Regions from separate parts of the Macaca mulatta genome. Here region 1 is linked to region 2. The links are chromatin contacts, called in public Hi-C maps. All regions are on one chromosome and are shown on one strand. The core of a region is the stretch at or near the end of the contact, and the rest is flanking DNA. Distances in the headings are between cores, read along the strand shown. Region 1 has its middle 47 kb from the start of ZMYND8. Region 2 has its middle 55 kb from the start of TP53RK.

Region 1 (3,700 bases), core at 45-2,544, 660 kb before region 2:
AACATTGCACTCCAGCCTGGGCAACAAGAGCAAAACAATGTCTCAAAAAAAAAAAAAAAAAAAGCTGGGCGCGGTGGCTCAAGCCTGTAATCCCAGCACTTTGGGAGGGCGAGACGGGTGGATCACGAGGTCAGGAGATCGAGACCATCCTGGCTAACACGGTGAAACCCCGTCTCTACTAAAAAATACAAAAAACTAGCCAGGCGAGGTGGCGGGCGCCTGTAGTCCCAGCTATTCCGGAGGCTGAGGCAGGAGAATGGCGTGAACCCGGGAGGCGGAGCTTGCAGTGAGCTGAGATCCGGCCACTGTACTCCAGCCTGAGCGACAGAGCGAGACTCCGTCTCAAAAAAAAAAAAAAAAAAAAAAAAAAACCCACAATAATGTGGAGGCAGGCGCAGTAGCTCACACCTGTAATTCCACCACTTTGGGAGGCTGAGGTGAATGGCTCGCCTGAGGTCAGGAGTTCGAGACCAGCCTGGCCAACATGGTGAAACCTCACCTCTAGTAAAAATACAAAACATTAGCTGGGCATGGTGGTGGGCGCCTGTAATCCCAGCTACTTGGGAAACTGAGGCAGGAGAATCGCTTGAACGCGGGAGATGGAGGTTGCAATGAACAGAGATGGCGCTATTGCACTCCAGCTTGGGCGACAAGAGCAAAACTCCATCCACAAAAAAAAAAGTATTAGGGGTTTTTGTTTTTTTTTTTTTTTTTTTTTTTTTGAGACAGAGTCTCGCTCTGTCGCCCAGGCTGGAGTGCAGTGGCGCAATCTCGGCTCACTGCAAGCTCCGCCTCCCGGGTTCACGCCATTCTCCTGCCTCAGCCTCCTGAGTAGCTGGGACTACAGGCGCCCGCCACCGCGCCCGGCTAATTTTTTGTATTTTTAGTAGAGACGGGGTTTCACCGTGGTCTCGATCTCCTGACCTTGTGATCCGCCCGCCTCGGCCTCCCAAAGTGCTGGGATTACAGGCGTGAGCCACCGCGCCCGGCATGGGGTTTTTTTCCATATGGCCACCAGCAATAACTGTTACGGTTCTTTGATTTTCTTTCTCTCCTTCCCTTCCTCTGCCTTCTGCGTCTCCTGTCCCTCTCCCTCTTCCTTTTCCTTCTCCTTCATTTAAATTAAGGTGAAGTTCACATAAGGAAAAATTAACCAAAGTGGTATTTACCACATTCACAATGCTGTGTAACCACCACCTCTATCTAGTTCTAAAACATTTTTAGCACCTCAAAAGGAAACCCCATACCCGATTCAGCTATTCGTGCAAAGGCAAGGTCATTAAGCATTGAGTGGCAGCCAGAAGGACTTGGCAGAATACAGGCATGGATAAATTGGCTAATTTTAGTTCACGAATGCTGCATTTTAATAACCCTTAATAACTCACATAGTGAATTACTATTAAGTCGCTTGTGGATGCATATAGACCTGAAATGAGTTCTGGCGGTGTCTGTCATTCAGGGGCAAGAACTGAAAGGAGGACAAGAGATTTCAATATTCTAGAACACTGTGGCTTCTATGATCTTTCTTGTGACAGATACACCCTCCTAGCTAAGCCAACTACCATCCCTAACCTGTGACTCTTTTCTTCTTCCTATTTTATTTATTTTATTTATTTTTTGAGACGAAGTTTCGTTCTTGTTGCCCAGGCTGGAGTGCAATGGCATGATCTCAGCTCACTGCAACCTCCACCTCCCGGGTTCAAGTGATTCTCCTGCCTCAACTTCCCGAGTAACTGGGATTACAGGCATGCACCACCACGCCTGGCTAATTTTGTATTTTTAGTAGAGACGGGGTTTCACCATGTTGGCCAGGCTGGTCTCAAACTCCTGACCTCAGGTAATCAGCCTGCCTCAGCCTCCCAAAGTGCTGGGATTACAGGCGTGAGCCACCATGCCCGGCCATTCTTCTTCCTATTTTAGAAGCTGGAAAGCTTCACATTTGTTCTCCCAGGTTCCTTTGCAACTGCAGTTGCCAACTATGCTGTTGGATTTCCAAGAAATGTTTGCTTTCCTGAAAAAAGGGAGAGACACAACTGGCTCCAGCCCTTTTCCTGCCTCTTCCTGCTTTGAATACTCACGTGATGCCTGGAGCTGCAGCAGCCATCTTGTTTACCAAGAGAGAAAGCCAAGATGATCACAGAGTAGCCAGTACTGGTATTGTTCCGCCAGCAACAGCAGATACTTACCTCCAGATTTTGGGGGGGAAAAATGTAAGCCACTCTTTTTCTCCTTTCTTCTGTTTTTTGTTTGTTTTGTTTTTGTTTTTGTTTTTATGAGACAAAAGTGAATCACAGATGCAAAGGACGCTAGCCTGTCAAAAATGTCCTGTGTTGGGCTTGAATTGTGTTACTCAGGCTGGAATGCAGTGGTGTGAACATGGCTCACTGTAGCCTCGACCTCCTGGGCTCAAGTGATCCTTCCCACTCAGCCTCTCGATTAGCTAAGACTGCAGGCATGCACCACCACACCCAGCTAATTTATTTTTTGTAGAGTGTAGTCTTGCCATGTTGCCCAGGCTCATCTCAAATTCCTGGGCTCAAGCAGTTCTCCTACCTCAGCTTCCCAAAGTGCTGGGATTACAGGCATGAGCCACTGTGCCTGGCCATGTAAGCCATTCTAAATCATAGTTTCTGCTATTTAAAGCCCAAAGCCCAAAAAGTTCCTAACTGCTTGAACCTGGGAGGCAGAGGTTGCAGTGAGCCAAGATCGCACCATTGCACTCCAGCCTAAGTGACAAGAGCAAAACTCCATCTGAAAAAAAAAGCAAATCACAGGTAAGAGATGCAAAGGATACAGGCCTGTCACACATGTCCTGTGTTGTGCTTGAACTCTGGTAATTTTATTTACTTTATTTATTTATTTATTTAGAGACAGAGTCTTACTGTGTTGCCTAGGCTGGAGTGCAGTGGTGTGCTCTCCAGCCTGGCCAACATGATGAAACCTTGGCTCTACTAAAATACAATAAGCCAGGTGTGGCCAGGCGTGATGGCGCATGCCTGTAATCCCAGCACTTTGGGAGGCCGAGGCAGGCAGATCACCTGAGGTCGGGAGTTCAAGACCGGCCTGACCAACATGGAGAAGCCCCATCTCTACTAAAAATACAAAATTAGCTGGGCATGGTGGTGCATGCCTGTAATCCCAGCTACTCGGGAGGCTGAGGCAGGAGAATCGCTTGAACCCAGGAGGCAGAGGTTGCAGTGAGCTGAGATCACATCATTGTACTCCAGCCTGGGCAACAAGAGTGAAACTCCATCTCAAAAAAACAAAAAAGAAAGGAAGGAAGGAAGGAAGGACGGAAAGAAGGAAGGAAGGAAGGAAGGAAGGAAGGAAGGAAGGAAGGAAGGAAGGAAGGAAGGAGAGAAGGAGAGAAAGAGAAGAAAGAGAAGAAAGAAAGGAAGAAAGGAAGAAAGGAAGGAAGGAAAGAAGGGAGAGAAAGAAAAGCAAGCCAGGCATGGTGGCAGGCACCTGTCATGATCTGATTATCTGAAAGCAAAAGGAACAAAACTGAAGTGCAATGAATGAGCTCACATGTGTCTTGTTTAGCCTTAGAATTTATATTTAGCAAAATAAATAAGCCTGTGTTCCTCACCTGAACTCCTGGATAACTCACTGTGGGTATTTACACATCACTGGGTAGCTGTCTCTCATGTCTCATTTATTCCCACACATGAACTCATTCATTCATGCAATAAACATTTGC
Region 2 (3,271 bases), core at 279-2,778:
AGGAATCCTGAATTTGATAATTCCAGGATTATTGGAATTAGCCACTAATTGGGCTGGCTAATTTGGCAACTCAATTATGTCAGAGACAAATACGAGGGTCTCTACAATTCCTTTGGTCTTTCCCTTGTGCTCACAAGATGGCTGCTGCAGCTCCAGACGTTCTGACAACATCCAAAGATAAGATAAACAGGAGAGAAGTTTCTCAAGTATCTCTATCTTATCACACACAAAAAAACTCTGTTTCAGAAGCTCCCAGGAAACATCCACTTGTGTCTCCGTGGCCAGAACCAGGTCATGTGCCTGCCTCTAAACCAATTGCTGGGGGGAAAGGAATGACTTAGCCCAGTCATAATGGATGCCCTGGGGCTGGGCTGAAGCATCTCTCCATTGAGCACATTGTCATCCGACTTGCATGGAACAAACTGGGCATTTTCTTAGCCAAGGAGGGAAGCTGGCTTTCCAGTAGACCAGCAATCTGTCTGCCGCAGTCCTCCGCATATGCTTTTGTGTATTATCTTATGTGTATACGTAGAACCTTATTGAATAAACTTATACCCAAGTCATGCAAAAGCACCGCCAGAACTGATAGCAGAAGCAGTAAGAAAGAAATTACTAAGCTTGGGTCCTTCTTTTTTTTTTTTTTTTTTTGTTTGAGATGGAGTCTCGCTCTGTGGCCCAGGCTGGAGTGCAATGGGTGCTATCTCCGCTCACTGCAGCTTCCGCCTCCCGGGTTCACACCATTCTCCTGCCTCAGCCTCCTGAATAGCTGGGACTACAAGTGCGCGCCGTCAAGCCCGGCTGATTTGTGTATTTTTAGAGACGGGGTTTCAGCATATTGGTCAGGCTGGTCTCAAACTCCTGACCTCGTGATCCACCCACCTCAGCCTCCCAAAGTGCTGGGAATACAGGCGTGAGCCCCCATGCCCTGCCAAGCTTGGGTCCTTCTATCAGACCATGTAAGTTACTGTTTTAACATGAATCCCACCATCTCTGCCTGGCACTGTTAGGTTGCCGTGTATATGAGGCAGAGGGGTGAGTTGTAAAATTTAACTTTGTGAGAGTGACTTCAATTTTGGTGATTGTTTTAGGCTTTCTTTGCCTTGTCTCTCCCTCTCCTCTTTTCAGTTCTTCACTGTAGAACGTAGTTCGGGCTTCTTTTGATCTCTGAGAGACCCTGCTTAATCTCACCACAGCCCTGCAGGTGGGTTTGATTATTTCTGCTGCACAGATGAGAACACAGGTCCGGGTGCAGCCGGGACTCCCTGAGCCAGTCCTCCCGCTGCGCCAGCTCTCTCCTCTAAGGACCTACAAAGAGTGGACTGTCACCCTGATTCCACTATGGAGCGCTCAGGAAGGGAGTCCTGGTATTTCACTGACAAGGCTGGCAGACTGGACCAAGTTGGAATTAAGACTTGCCCTTGTCACCCACAGGGGACCCCCAAGACTTTTCCACCCATCTCCTGTACACACTCAAAATTACAGCCTCCAAGAACAGCTGTGAAAACGCTTTTTAAATAGATGCCTAGCGCGCCCTCGTGTGTCTCCATGGTGTAATAACATTGTAAGGTTTTCAAAACAGCTTTAAAAATAACAACGATGGCTGCTGATACATACTGAGCGCTGATGTGCCAAGCAATGTATAAAGAAATGTAAATGCACAGTTTCGGCTTTGATATAAAATTTTTCTTCTGAAGAAACTTTATATGACCATGGTAAAAAAAAAAAAAAAAAAACTTCACACAGGGCACAAAGGTTTACAGCGAAGTTATCTCCTCCCACTCTGTCCTGCCTGAGGGTGAATGGTGCACACTAATGTTGGGCAGTGCACAACCTGCCCAACCTTTCACCATAACACTGATATAGCTCCATGTGCAAATGAATCTGTGGGATACATTCTTAGATTTGGAATTGCATGTGTATGCAGCCCTCTCCAGGGGGCACTTAGTACCACTTTGAGTCATTGCACTGGCACTACTTGCATTGGCAGATGTTTTCCCCATTATTTCCTTCACTCGATAAACTACTACTAAGCACGTACTGGATACAGGACACTTGATTTCAAGGTTCTCTTTGCTGGTAGCATGAGCGCAGACATGAGTTCAGGCCTTATATCCTATTCTCTCAGCAATCCGGTACCAATGGTTTTTCTTACGAGATTTGAAAATGAGTCCCAGGATCCAGTATCACTGGCTTTGATTGGCTTAGCTTTGGCCACGCCCTCATTCCTGAACCAATCATTGTTGCTGGGATAGTGGGGATGGGGTGCTCTTATTGGCTAACTAGGAGATGGGCGGGGTCCTGAGGAGAAGATCCGTAAGAGCTATCACCTTAGGGGCGAATGGAAGTGGATGGTGTCCAAGCAACAGATGCCCGCTTCTGTGACTCCATCCCTCACAGAAAGTCTATGGGACTCTCTGCCTTGTATGAGTGATACTGTTAGAAAGAGGCAAGAAAATTAAAAGAAAATGTGGATGTTTTCCATATTTGAGTTGATGCGGGCTGGAGACAACAGCTGCCAGAGCTGCAAGGCAGAACGCCCTGAGAAGTGGAACCGGAGGATCCAGGCACCTGTTGAAGGGATGAATGAGAGCCGTGGTGTGAGGATGGGACTCTTTCTGTCTTCCATTTGGCTGAAGCTCCAAACGCCAGGAGTAACCCAATGGGTAGCAAGCACCCTTCCCTCCACCTCTGCAGGAACTGCAAAAAGCAATGGTAAAAAAATTGGTTTGTGATCCCTAGCCCAGTGCTCAAGGAGGTTGGAGAAGCTGAAAGAGAGGACTGGTTTTTAGATGGTTTGGATTTGTGTCCCCACCCAAATCTCATGTCAAATTGTAATCCCCGGTGTTGAAGGAGGGACTGGTGGGAGGTGATCGGATCATGGGGGCGGATTTCCCCTTTGCTGTTCTCGTGATAGTGAGTGAGTTCTCATCAGAGCTGATTGTTTAGAAGTGTGTAGTGCTGGCCGGGCGCGGTGGCTCACGCCTGTAATCCCAGCACTTTGGGAGGCCGAGGCATGCAGATCATGAGGTCAGGAGATGGAGACCATCCTGGCCAACATGGCGAAACCCGGCCTTTACTAAAAATTCAAAAATTAGCTGGGCGTGGTGGCGTGTGCCTGTAGTCCCATCTGCTCGGGAGGCTGAGGCAGGAGAATCACTTGAACCTGGGAGGCGGGGATTGCAGTGAGCCGAGATCGCATCACTGCACTCCAGCCTGGCAACAGAGTGAGACTCCATCTCAAAAAAAAAAAAAAAAAAAAAAAGAAGTGTGT

The links. A called contact is a pair of places that touch in the nucleus more often than the background predicts.
Region 1: a Hi-C map of fetal cortex germinal zone shows a contact between it and region 2, with 6 times the contacts expected there. The contact joins two enhancer-like sites. A contact is called at or near these places in 2 of 14 Hi-C or Micro-C datasets (fetal cortex germinal zone and fetal cortical plate).

What each region holds. Positions count from the first base shown.
Region 1 is chr10:100,207,660-100,211,359 of T2T-MMU8v2.0, reverse strand. No RefSeq gene overlaps it. Among named protein-coding and RNA genes, the nearest start is that of ZMYND8, 47 kb to the right of the region's middle. Within about 2 kb of position 1,294, at least 1 of the 40 cell types and tissues checked has an H3K27ac peak or open chromatin away from gene starts, as enhancers often do. A contact at or near this core is called in fetal cortex germinal zone, where this site is marked.
Region 2 is chr10:99,547,553-99,550,823 of T2T-MMU8v2.0, reverse strand. No RefSeq gene overlaps it. Among named protein-coding and RNA genes, the nearest start is that of TP53RK, 55 kb to the right of the region's middle. Within about 2 kb of position 1,528, at least 2 of the 40 cell types and tissues checked have an H3K27ac peak or open chromatin away from gene starts, as enhancers often do. A contact at or near this core is called in fetal cortex germinal zone, where this site is marked.